Linked DNA regions of Rattus norvegicus: region 1 is linked to region 2. A link is a contact called in public Hi-C data. All regions are on one chromosome and are shown on one strand. Each heading gives the region's core, a stretch centred on a gene start, on an enhancer-like site or on the middle of the called end of the contact. The rest is flanking DNA. Distances are from core to core; before and after follow the strand shown. Region 1 holds the start of Psmg3 (proteasome assembly chaperone 3). Region 2 holds the start of Mad1l1 (mitotic arrest deficient 1 like 1).

What was found. Hi-C and Micro-C count contacts between places; a contact is called where the count stands out from the background.
Region 1: a Hi-C map of psoas muscle shows a contact between it and region 2, with 4 times the contacts expected there. The contact joins the promoter of Psmg3 here to the promoter of Mad1l1 in region 2. A contact is called at or near these places in 3 of 12 Hi-C or Micro-C datasets (hepatocytes, prefrontal cortex and psoas muscle).

Annotation. Positions count from the first base shown.
Region 1 is chr12:19,921,559-19,927,246 of GRCr8, reverse strand. Psmg3 (proteasome assembly chaperone 3) reads right to left here and starts at 3,959. Exons shown (of 3, transcript NM_001399013.1): 1 at 3,880-3,959; 2 at 3,197-3,433; 3 at 1,042-1,525. The coding sequence starts at 3,412. The coding sequence ends at 1,373.
Region 2 is chr12:19,430,510-19,436,637 of GRCr8, reverse strand. It overlaps Mad1l1 (mitotic arrest deficient 1 like 1), which reads right to left and starts at 1,856. Exons shown (of 18, transcript NM_001109387.1): 1 at 1,813-1,856.

The DNA of each region.
Region 1 (5,688 bases), core at 2,710-5,209, 490 kb before region 2:
AGGTGAAAGGATGATCCTGAGTTCAAGTCTGCAGTTCCTACCCATCTCAGATGACTTGGCTTTGGCTTGCAGTCCCTCCCCATTTGCCTCTGGAGAGGCCAGAAGCTTCCCACGGGCAGGGGAGCAGGGCTCAGCACACAGCAGGGCAGGGGAACAGGGCTCAGCACACAGCAGGGCAGGGGAACAGGGCTCAGCACACAGCAGGGCAGGGGAACAGGGCTCAGCACACAGCAGGGCAGGGGAGCAGGGCTCAGTACACAGCAGGGCAGGGGAGCAGGGCTCAGCACACAGCAGGGCAGGGGAACAGGGCTCAGCACACAGCAGGGCAGGGGAACAGGGCTCAGCACACAGCAGGGCAGGGGAGCAGGGCTCAGCACACAGCAGGGCAGGGGAACAGGGCTCAGTACACAGCAGGCACCGACCTTCAGAAGGATCAATACTTGCGGCTAGCTAGTCCTGACTTGTTCTAAGTGAAAAGTGGCCAGACAAGTTTACTGCCCATCTCTGGACCTAGAGGACACCAAGTCAGCAAGTCTGTCATTTCCTGAATACAAGGGTGACATCCTGAGCCCTGGAAAGGCTCTGGTTCTCTACCTGGCCTTTCTGCGGTCTCTTCTCCACTGGTGACCATCAGAATGTCAGGGCAGATTCTCCATTGGACTTTAGAAATTCCCACTCAGCTGTGATCAGGGACCACCCCCATCCCTATGGCAGGAGACCCCGACAACTCTGGGCACAAAAGCCAGCCTATGTCAGAACCTCTCCTCCTCTCTGAGTTTCTGCTCCCCCAGCCCCCCCCCCCCATCTCTGGATCTCCCATCCAGCCCATCCTTAGGGACCCACCTGCATGGCCACCCTTAGTCTGCTTGCCACATGCCCATGGCCCCAGCACAGGAGGGACAGTACCCAATGCTGGCTGAACGCATGCCTAGGATCTACCTCACACCCAGCAACCACGTATTGCACTTTAGCTGAATAGGTTTCCCTCCTGCCTCAGGTGTCCTGAAGTGAGTCTCTAAATATGCCCATAACGTCTCAGGATCACTGAGAAGGCCAGCCAAGTACTTTAGATTTATTTTTAATAAAAAAGTCTTCCCACAAGTGCTGCCGCACACCCGGGGTTACCAGTCCCCATAACTGGCCGCTATTTCCACTCAGTGGATGCACCTGCTGCAGCCCAGAACCGTTTCCAGTACCCCAGGCAGAACACAGTAGCCATGCAGGGAGACTGCCCTGGGACTAGAAGGCTGTTTCCAGCTTCGAGGGCTAACGGCAGAGAAGGAGCTCTGTCCTGGTGCTGGAAAGACAGGTTCCAAGACCTCGCTCACAGAGAGTCCGCCATGTTGGAGCGTCTTGCACTGCTGACTGCGGGTCACCACACTTGGCACAGCCGGATCACCTCCTTCAAGGCCTTCAGCCTCTCCATGTTCTTCTCCTTCACAGCCATGGCCAGGAGGACGGCTCTGTCTCCTGCTTCTTCAGACACGAATGCTACCAGGTTCTTTGCAAAGACATGGATGAGAGGCTGGGGAAGGAGGGAAAGAAGATAGTGCCATGACTACACGAAACCACATCTGTTTCTTTTTGTAAAGACATGTTGTGGTGTTCTGTAGTATCATGGAATGCATATATAGCCCAGGCTGGCCTCCAACTCGTGGCAATCATCTGCCTCAGCCTCTTGTGCTAACACATCCAGCTTTATTTGTTTGTCCTTTTTTTAAGTGAGTGTGTGCGTGTGCGTGTATGAGGAGGCCTGAGGACAACCTGAGGAATCATCCTCAGAATGCCAAGCATCTACTCTGGGGCAGGATCTCTTACTGACCTGCAAGTCACTAATTAGGCCAGAATGCCTGAGAAGCAAGCCCCGGGGTCCTTCTGTCTCTGCCTTCCGGGAATGGACCACATTGGCAGGCTTTTTGTTTTTGTTTTTTGAGACAGGGTCTCTCTATGTAGCCCTTGCTAGAACTTGGCTTCAAACCTACCCGGATCGGCCTGAGTCAGCCTCCCTAGTGCTGGGATTAAAGGCATGTGCCACCAAGCCCGGCCCCACACCTAGCCTTTTTGTGTGAGTTCTGAGGATCAAACTCAGGTTGTGCTTGCAAGCACTTTATGAACTGAGGGATTTCCTCAGTCTCCATTGATGTATTTATTCATTCATGTATTTGTTTTCGATGAGACAAGAGTTCACTATTTACCTATTGTTGTTGAGAGAAGAGGTCACTAAGGTAGCCCTGTCTGATCTGGAACTTGCTATGTCGACCAGGCTACTTCAATCTGCCAAGTGCCAAGATTAAAGATGTGCACACAGCCATATTAGTCTCCACTAATATATAATATTAGAATATCAGGCTTGCATGCCTTTAGCCCCGAGCCATCTCAATGTTTCCTACCTTTTAATAAAGGGTGTCATGTAGCCCAAGTTATGGAGCTGGAAATGAAACTGAACCCTGATTCTCCTGGTCCCACCTCCTGAGTGCTGGGACTACACCAGCCAGCATATCACCATAACCAGTGGTTTTTTCTTTTCTTCTTTTTTGGGGGTGGGGGAGGGTGGGGGGAAGCAGGGTCTATCCCTAGCTGGCCTCAAGCTCACTGTATACTCAGTCTGACCACAAACTTGCAGTTCTGCTGCGGCCTCCTTCCTGAGAGGATGACAAGGTATGTATAGCCACACCCAGGTCAGACACTGTATTTTTCTGATGCTTTCCTTAAGGGACCCAGACCAGCTTCTCATGCTTTCCCCTAAATCCCCTAAGCTAAGACAGCAGTGACTCAGAGTGCCAAGTGGACTGCACGGAGCAGACACAGCGAACTGCCCACGAGGCATCATTAAGATTTCTCCTTGGTGCCTCTGCCTACCATCTCTCTGGTTAACGCTAATCGAGACAGACTCCGAAGGGGCTGCTGCCAAGACTCAAGAAGCAGACATAAACACGCCATCAGACAGGGTCAAACTGAGGAGATGGCTGTGTCCTAAAAATCAATACCTCCCCGAGTGCTCAGTAAAATGCTGACGCGCTGCGAGAAGCATGGCTCGGGCTAGCCGGGACACCTCAGATCAGAAAGATCCTGAAAAATGCTCACTGTGCATACCATACCTTGGGTGTGTGTGGAAGTGTGCCTACCAGACACCCCATATCCCTATGGGTGTCAAATGGGACAAATGACACCAGAAAAAAAGATTCAACTCCATTACCTCGTCCTGCCCGAGAAGGACTTTTGTGGTGAGCACTGGTTTGCTGATGTCATTGGCTACATTGCTGGGCTCCAAGGAGACTAACGTACCCATCTTCCCGAATTGGGTCACCACAACCAGGATGTGGCTGCTGAAGGCCGTGCAGACCACCTGGGTGGGCACACCGCATACCACCTCTGTCTTCTGTTTAGATACTACCAGTGGTTTGTCTTCCATGGCTCCGTTCTTCAATGGAGGCTTTAGTTTTAAAAGAAAAGAAAAAGAGGGATGAAGCGATCAGAGTCTGATATAACCTGGAGCTCCAAAGCAGAAACGTTGAACAACCCATTTCAAGCTGCAAATGGTGGCACATGTCTGTCATCCCAGCACAAGGGAGGCTGAGGCTGGAGAATCCCGACTTCGAGGCCAGCCTGAACTACACCGGAGAGACCCTATTATCAATACCACGCCCCAACTCAAAAGCAAGTGTGCGCATGCTCATGAGGCTTTTGTTAGGATTCTTTGTTCCGCCGCGCTGCTTGCAATTATGGCCATTCCCATGACTAGCGGTCTTCCACTTCTAGATACGAGGGATGAGGGAAACCGCCGAGCTCACCGGGGAACCCCGGCCGCACTGGACTGGGGAATGGCTGGATCACTACTGACAGCAATTGGGACCAAAACCCTCAGCAACCAGCGCTCACCACACTAGCAGTGCCAGAAAGATGTCTCAGTGAGCAACTCAGCTAGCTCTGGCTTGGCAGAAGCGCTGGCGAGAACTTCCGGTTCCGGTCCGTTGAGCCTAAGGTCCCTGGATCCTCGCAGTCCCAGAGCCTTCCGTTCCGCGCTGCAAAGGAGAAGTCCAAGCTTCGTGTTAAAGGGACAATGTGCCTGTCGAGCTTCAGGACCTCGTGGGCGGTGCTTGAACCCCAATGTAGGGGACTTTGTGTCCTAGCTGTGGACTGGGATGGCAATAAGAATTAATATTTATTTTCACTTGGTGTGTACCTGGCTTTGGCTAAGGAACACTTTATAGTAACTTATTTTGTCTGTCTGTCCATTTTGCCTTTTTTAGTCATGGTATCTCTGCGTAGCCCTGGCTGTCCTGGAACTCACAATGTCAACCAGGATGGCCTCTAACTCAGAGGGAGGCCTGCCCCTCCCGAGTTCTGGGTTCTCCTCCTCCTCCTCCTCCTCCTCCTCCTCCTCCTCCTCCTCCTCCTCCTCCTCCTCCTCCTCCTCCTCCTCCTCCTCCTCCTCGTCCCCCTCCTCCTCCCTTCCTCTCCTCTTATTTATTTTGAGTCGCAAGTATCCTAGGTTGATTGAGAAAAATCTTGAACTTTTTTTTTTTTTTGGTTCTTTTTTTTCGGAGCTGGGGACCGAACCCAGGGTCTTGCGCTTCCTAGGCAAGCGCTCTACCACTGAGCTAAATCCCCAACCCCAATCTTGAACTTCTGATTCTCCTCCTTCCACCTTCTGAGTACAGAGATGACTGGAATGCACCACACGCATGGTTACTCGGTATGAGGATAACATCCGGGAATTTATGTAAGCTAAGCAAGCATTCACCAACCCTCATTTTTCTAAAAAGAGATTTATTTTATGTCTGTGAGTGCACTGTAGCTGTCTTCAGACACACCAGAAGAGGGCATCAGATCCCATTATAGATGGTTGTGAGCCACCATGTGGTTGCTGGGAACCGAACTCAGGATCTCTGGAAGAGGATTCAGTGCTCTTAACTACTGAGCCATCTCTCCAGCCCTCCAGCCCTCATTTAATCTTTTTTCTCCTTCCCTCTTTCCTTCATTTTCTTTCTTTCTTTTGGGTATTGAGGAACAAGTCTCATTTATATTAATTATTGCTCATCTTGCAGGATACTTAAAAGAATTAGACAGTATTTGTTTGTTTTCTTATTTATTTACATGAGTATTTTTGCCTTCCTGTAATGCCGCGTGCATGCAGTACCCACAGCGGCCAGGAGAGGGCGCTGGACTCCCTAGAATTGGAGTTATAGACAGTTATGGGCTGTCATGTAGGCGATGGGAAGCAAGAGCAACAAATGCTCTTTTTTTTTTTTTTCTTTTTTATTTTTTTCCGGAGCTGGGGGCCGAATCCAGGGCCTTGCGCTTGCTAGGCAAGCGCTCTACCACTGAGCTAAATCCCCAACCCCAACAAATGCTCTTAATGGTGAGCTGTTAAATTAAAACAATTATTTCTTAGAAGTAGAGATTGTAAATGGAACATATCCCCCACCCCCATTCCCTCCCACTGCCCCACTGCCCTTTCCCCCTCCCTTTCTGTTAGGTCTCTTTGTTTTCCTAAACACACACACACACACACACACACACACACACACACACACACACACACACCGTTTTAGGAACCACCAGTTAGAGAAAATATACAGTATCTGTCGTTCTGAGACTGGCCTAATTTGGTTGACATGATTCTGTTCAGATTCATCTGTTTTCAAGAATAATATAACCTCATTCTTTTGTGTGTGTACATATGCG
Region 2 (6,128 bases), core at 607-3,106:
TCCCTGTCCTTAGTGTGGAAGGAATCTGCATGTGCCTCTGTAGCTGTCTAAACTCCTTCACAATCTTCTCAGGACAGAATGGAGAGACTGCCATATATGTCATGCCAGGTGAGACTGAAGGACCAGGTAAGGTGTTGGCATTCCTTGCAGTGGGGGAGAGGGTCAGTGGCAAAGAAGCCCAAGCATTTCTCAATTGGAGAAAGGTCCTGAAGAAAAAAGGAATGTATATGAGGGCTGAGGCAAGATCACATGTTGCAGGCCAGCCTGGGTTACACAGAGACCTAAGAATACAGCTAGACCCAATCTCAAAAGGGCCGGGGGAGGGTTACTTTGCAGAAATTTCTTCTGAATTTTTCACTTAACAAGAACCTTAGTGTACACCCCAAATACACACACAACAAAGCAAGAGCTGGTCACCAGATGGAGAACAGACGCAGTGGGAAGAAGTAGACCTCTGTTCTCAAAGATCGAAGGAAAAGTCACACTTTCTGTCCTCCCTCTCCAGGACAAGAACTCAGCCACAGACACAAGAACCATTTCAGAAGCCACACAGGTAACTAAATCGTCACCTCAAACTGTACCCTCTCTACAGGAACCCTGAACTTCCAGGCAACAGACCTTCCAGAACACCAGCTGCCCTGGATGGCTTCTGACTTAACAGGTATGCACACACCTTCTTTCTGGTCTCAGCCAAGGCACAGCCTAAAAACCTGGCAATTGGTGACACAGGCTTGTCATCCCAGGTACTCAGAAGGCTGAGACAAATTCAAAGGCTGGTTGCAAGTTCAAGGCCAGCCTGGAACACTTGGGAAGTCCCGTCACAGAATAAAAATTAAGAGGAAAAAGTAAGAATCGGGCTGAGGAGGCAGCAGAGTCGGTAACTGCTTAGCATGCATGAAGCCCTAGGCTCAATCCTATGAACTGCGGGGGAAGAAGGGGGCCCAAAAAACAGCTCAATCTGCAATGCACTTTAGGGCTAGACAGACAAGCAAGGTTCCATCTCTAGGATCCATACAGAGGAAGAAGAGAACTAAGTTAACCTCCCTCCACCGGTAGCCTGGTATACACCGGCAAACACACACACAATTAATTAATTAATTAATTTGCTAATTAATTAATTAGCCCGTCCATTTATTTTTAAAAGAGCTGTGGACATAGTTCAGTGGTAGAGTGCATAAGGTCCTAGGTCAATCAACAGTACTGCCAAAATCAGGCAGACAGACAGACTGACAGACAGGCAGGCAGGCAGACAGACACACACACACAGCCAATCAATTAACTTTTAAAAGGGATGGGGACATAGTTTAGTGATGGAGTGCATAAGGTCCGAGGTTCAATCAACAGTACTGCCAAAAACAGGCACACACATACACACAGAGAGACAGAAAGAGACACAGAGAGAGACGAGAGACAGAGAGACAGAGAGACAGAGACAGAGAGGGCTTGACATACGACTCAGCGCTTACGAGGGCTTGCCACCAAGACTGTCAATCTGAGTTCGATCCCTGGGATCTACAAGGTAACTGACTCCAACCCCGGGAGCCCTTCAGCCCACAGCAGACCACTCGGTCCCCTCCGCCCCGGTTCCGGTCCAGGCACGCCTACCCGCGCCCTGCAACGGGACACGGGGGTCCACAGCGGCCCCGGGAGCACGACACGGAAGACCCCGCAAAGGGAAGTCGCGCGACAGGATCGACTCGGACTGTGTGCATGCCGGAAGGCAGCGGACAGCTCCTTCCCATGGCGTCGGTACGGTCGGGCAGCGCGCGCAGCGCCTGGGGAACTCGCAGACCCGACCACTCGGCCACTTACCCGAGTTGAGGAGCCGAGTGCTGCAGCAGCGGCTCAGATCTCCCTCCTCTCCGCCGGTGCCTATGTATCGCGAGACTTCCGCGAGGGTCTCGCGAGATCTGAGAAAACGGCCCGTAAAGAATCAAATATGCGCGCCACAGGCGTGTCCTGAGAACAACTGCTGTCCTGCCAAGGGGCTGGAAACCACACTGAGCCAGGGTGCCTGTCCCTCAGGGCGCTCTTCGAACGCCACCCAGTGCGCCGTAATGTGTGGAGTAGCACTGCTTGGGAGGGAACGTTTGTTTTGCTTTTGTGTCAGTGTTTCTCTGTGTAGCCTCTAACTCACAAAGATCTTCCTAGTGCTGGATGGAATTAAAAGGCTTGCACCACAACTGCTGGGCATGGAAAGTAAACATAGCTTTGGAAAGTTGATTTTTCTCTGAATCTTGCCACTGTGTATGTATACACAGGTTGTTTTGTTTGGGGCGGTGTTTTGATTGGTTAGCTTGTTTCATTTTCTTTCCTTTGTAAATGAGAATTCCTGGGAAGAAATTGTGACTGTAAAGGCGGATTGGCTGGTTGCCTTCGGTAACGTTGCCGGTCCAGAGCCTGTTGTAATTTGTCTTGGGCTCTATCTTTAACCCCCGTCATACCCATTGCTTACCCGCCTCTGTGTCAGCTCTAACGTGTTGTGACTTATGGATAAAAACCTCTTGGAATACATTAAAACCCAGTTTCTACCAACCAAAAGCCCACGAACTGCATGAGAAGCATATAGCTGCTATTTCTCTGCTTTGCTATAACTGCCTACTTAAATCTTCCACTAGTCTATTTGTTTTCATGTTTTATTATTTTATGGGTGTTTTGTGTGCATACATGATGCCCATAGAGACCAGATGAGGACAACAGATCCTCTGAAATGGGAGTTAGATGTCTATGCGCCAAGATGTATGCGCTGAGCATTGAATCTGGGGTCTCTCGAAGAGCAACCAATGATCTTAACCCGAGCCATTTCTCCGCCCCACCACCAAGAAAGATTTTGTTTGCTTTGGTTTTTGTTGTTGTTTGTTTCGTTTTGTTTTGATTTGTCTGGTTTGGGTTTTTAAAGGCAGGGTTTCTCTGTGTGCCTCAAGGCTGCCTCCACCTGCCTTTGCACCCCACCCCCAACTGCTGAGAATAAAGTAATGCGCCGCCTGTCCCCCACCAATGTATTTTTAAAGTGCCTTGATTCATGACTTTCTTTATTCTGTTACTATAAAAATTTCCTCACTGCTTCCAGACTGGAACATGGAATTTGGGGTAACTTAATTTTAAGTCTGTGTTTCTGGGACATTTGGCTCAAGAATAAACGACCTGTCCATCTCGGTGGTAGTGGCACATGTGTCTAATCCCAGCACTCTGGAGGCAGAGGCAGGAGTTTCTCTGTGAGTTCAAGGCCAGCCTGGACTACAAAGGAAGTTCCAGGACACCCAGAGCTACACAGAGAAACTCTACCTGGAAAAACCAAAAAGTAAAAACATTGGGCTGGAGAGATGGCTAAACCGTGAAGAGCATTGACTGCTCTCCCAGAGGTCCTGAGTTCAATTTCCCACAACTACATGGTGGCTCACAACTATGTGTAATCTGTCTGTAATGTGTCTGGTGTGTCTGAAGACAGCAACGGTTTCCTCATTATATATAAAATAATAAATCTTTCAAAAATAAATAAACACAAAAGATTCTTGCATCCGTTTTGAGATGAATGTTGTATTTTGGGGTCAAGCTGAGAAACAGAATCTTACCCTGTACCCCAGGTTGGCCTGGACCTCACAGCAACCCATCAGCCTTCTGAGTGTCCTGAAACAGCCCTGCTCCTCAACTGGCCCTTTGGTTATCAGACTATTGAAGCAAAGGGCCGAGGGCTGGAGAGATGGCTCCGCGGTTAAGAGCACTGACTGCTCTTCCAGAGGTCCCGAGTTCAATTCCCAGCAACCACACGGTGGCTCCCAGCCATCTGTAATGGGATCTGATGCCTTCTCCGGGTGTACATACAGATAGAGCACTGATATTACCTAAAGGTAATAAATAAATCTTTAGAAAAAGAGAAAGAGCCACAAGACACTAGATATCCTCCCAAGGAAAAGGCTAACACCTGGAAGAACTCTCCAGAAGAATGATTTCTTGTTTGTCAGCTGAGGGTGAGCAAAGATCAGTGCTGAGACACTGATGGGACTGAACACACAGCCTCCTCCTGCCTTTCTCTTCAATCTTCCAATCTTCTTCATCAACCTTAGACCCCTGACACTGGGACTTGGGGACACACTAGATCGAGCTTCGTGTCCCTCTTCCCACTGAGGCCACACTGGGCAAATTCCCTTTTTTTTTTTTTTTAAGATTTATTTATATGTAAATACACTGTACCTGTCTTCAGACTCACCCGAAGAAGGCATCAGATCCCATTACAGATGGTTGTGAGCCACCATGTGGTTGTTGGGAATTGAACTCAGGGCCTCTGGAAGAGCAGTCAGTGTTCTTTTTTTTTTTTTTTTTTCCCAGAGCTGGGGACCGAACCCAGGGCCTTGCGGTTGCTAGGCAAGCGCTCTACCACTGAGCTAAATCCCCAACCCCTGCAGTCAGTGTTCTTAACCACTGAGCCATCTCTCCAGCCCCCAATTCCCTTTTTCTGATTTGCTATCAACTTGGCTCTTTGAAATTATTGAGGGGGAGTGGCCAAGCCTGGCTTGTTGGGACCCAGCCTGTGCCACTTACACACTTAACCCCTCCCCCTCACTCCTCTCCCTCCCATTACCTCCTTCCCCCCAACAATCACGTTCACTGAGGGTTCAGTCTTAGCAGGACCAAGGGCTTCCCTTCGACTGGTGCTCTACTAGGCTATTCATTGCTACCTATGAGGTTGGAGCCCAGGGTCAGTCCATGTATAGTCTTTGGGTAGTGGCTTAGTCCCTGGAAGCTCTGGTTGGTTGGCATTGTTGTTCATATGGGGTCTCGAGCCCCTTCAAGCTCTTCCAGTCCTTTCTCTGATTCCTTCAACGGGGGTCCCGTTCTCAGTTCAGTGGTTTGCTGCTGGCATTCGCCTATGTATTTGCTGTATTCTAGCTGTGTCTCTCAGGAGAGATCTACATAAGAACAAGTACTCTCTTTTTTTTTTTTTTTTTTTTCCGGAGCTGGGGACCGAACCCAGGGCCTTGTGCTTGCTAGGCAAGCGCTCTACCACTGAGCTAAATCCCCAACCCAAGAACAAGTACTCTTAACCACTAAGCCAACTCTCCATCTCCAACAGTATCTTTTTTTTTTTTAATTTTTTAAAGGACAACTGAATTTCTTTTTTATTTTATTTTTTATTTTATTTTATTTATTATATATAAGTACACTGTAGCTGTCTTCAGATACACTAGAAGAGGGCATCAGATCTCTTTACAGATGGTTGTGAGCCACCATGTGGTTGTGGGAATTGAACTCAGGACCTCTGGAAGAGCAGTCGGGTGCTCTTAACCGCTGAGCCACCTCTCCAGCCCTCCAACAGTATCTTTTTTTTTTTTAAAGATTTATTCATTTATTATATGTAAGTACACTGTAGCTGTCTTCAGATACACCAGAAGAGGGAATCGGATCTCTTTACAGATGGTTGTGAGCCACCATGTGGTTGCTGGGAATTGAACTCATGACCTCTGGAAGAGCAGTCGGGTGCTCTTAACCACTGAGCCATCTCTCCAGCCCCCAACAGTATCTTTTAAGGAGGAGAACTTCCACTAAGAAACTGTGCTTTCTACGGAAGCTGCTGCAGGGCTGACTGACTAATCAGCACCTCCAGATTTGTGGGGAGGCTGGGAGGCTGCAAATGTTGAGCCTAATGAGAACTTAGTTTCGACTATTCAGCCTCCCTAAATAGCCATTCCTTGCCCACTTGTGTATCTGACCTAATATCCTGTGAGTAACAGATAAAACCTCTCAGAATGCATTAACTTAACAACCTCTAATATCCATCAACTAAAAGGCTAAATAAATGTCATCAGATAATAGCTAAGGCATATAGCCCAGATTTCTCTGCAGTGCTGTAGCTGTGCAGAGAAACCTACTTAGTTTCTACCAGTGTATTTGAAAAACTGGCCTGACTGCTAGGCGGTGGTGGTGATGGTGTCCGCCTTTAATTCCAGCACTCAGGAGGCCAGGGCAAGTGGATTGAGTTAGAGGCCAGCCTGGTCTATATGAGAGCTCCAGGCCAGCCAGGGGGGATATAAAGAGAAACCCTATCTCGAAAACAAAAACTGAGAAAAGTGTTTCGACTTAGGACTTTTCTCTGTTATTATAAAAACTTACTAAATGTGTATTCCTTAGCC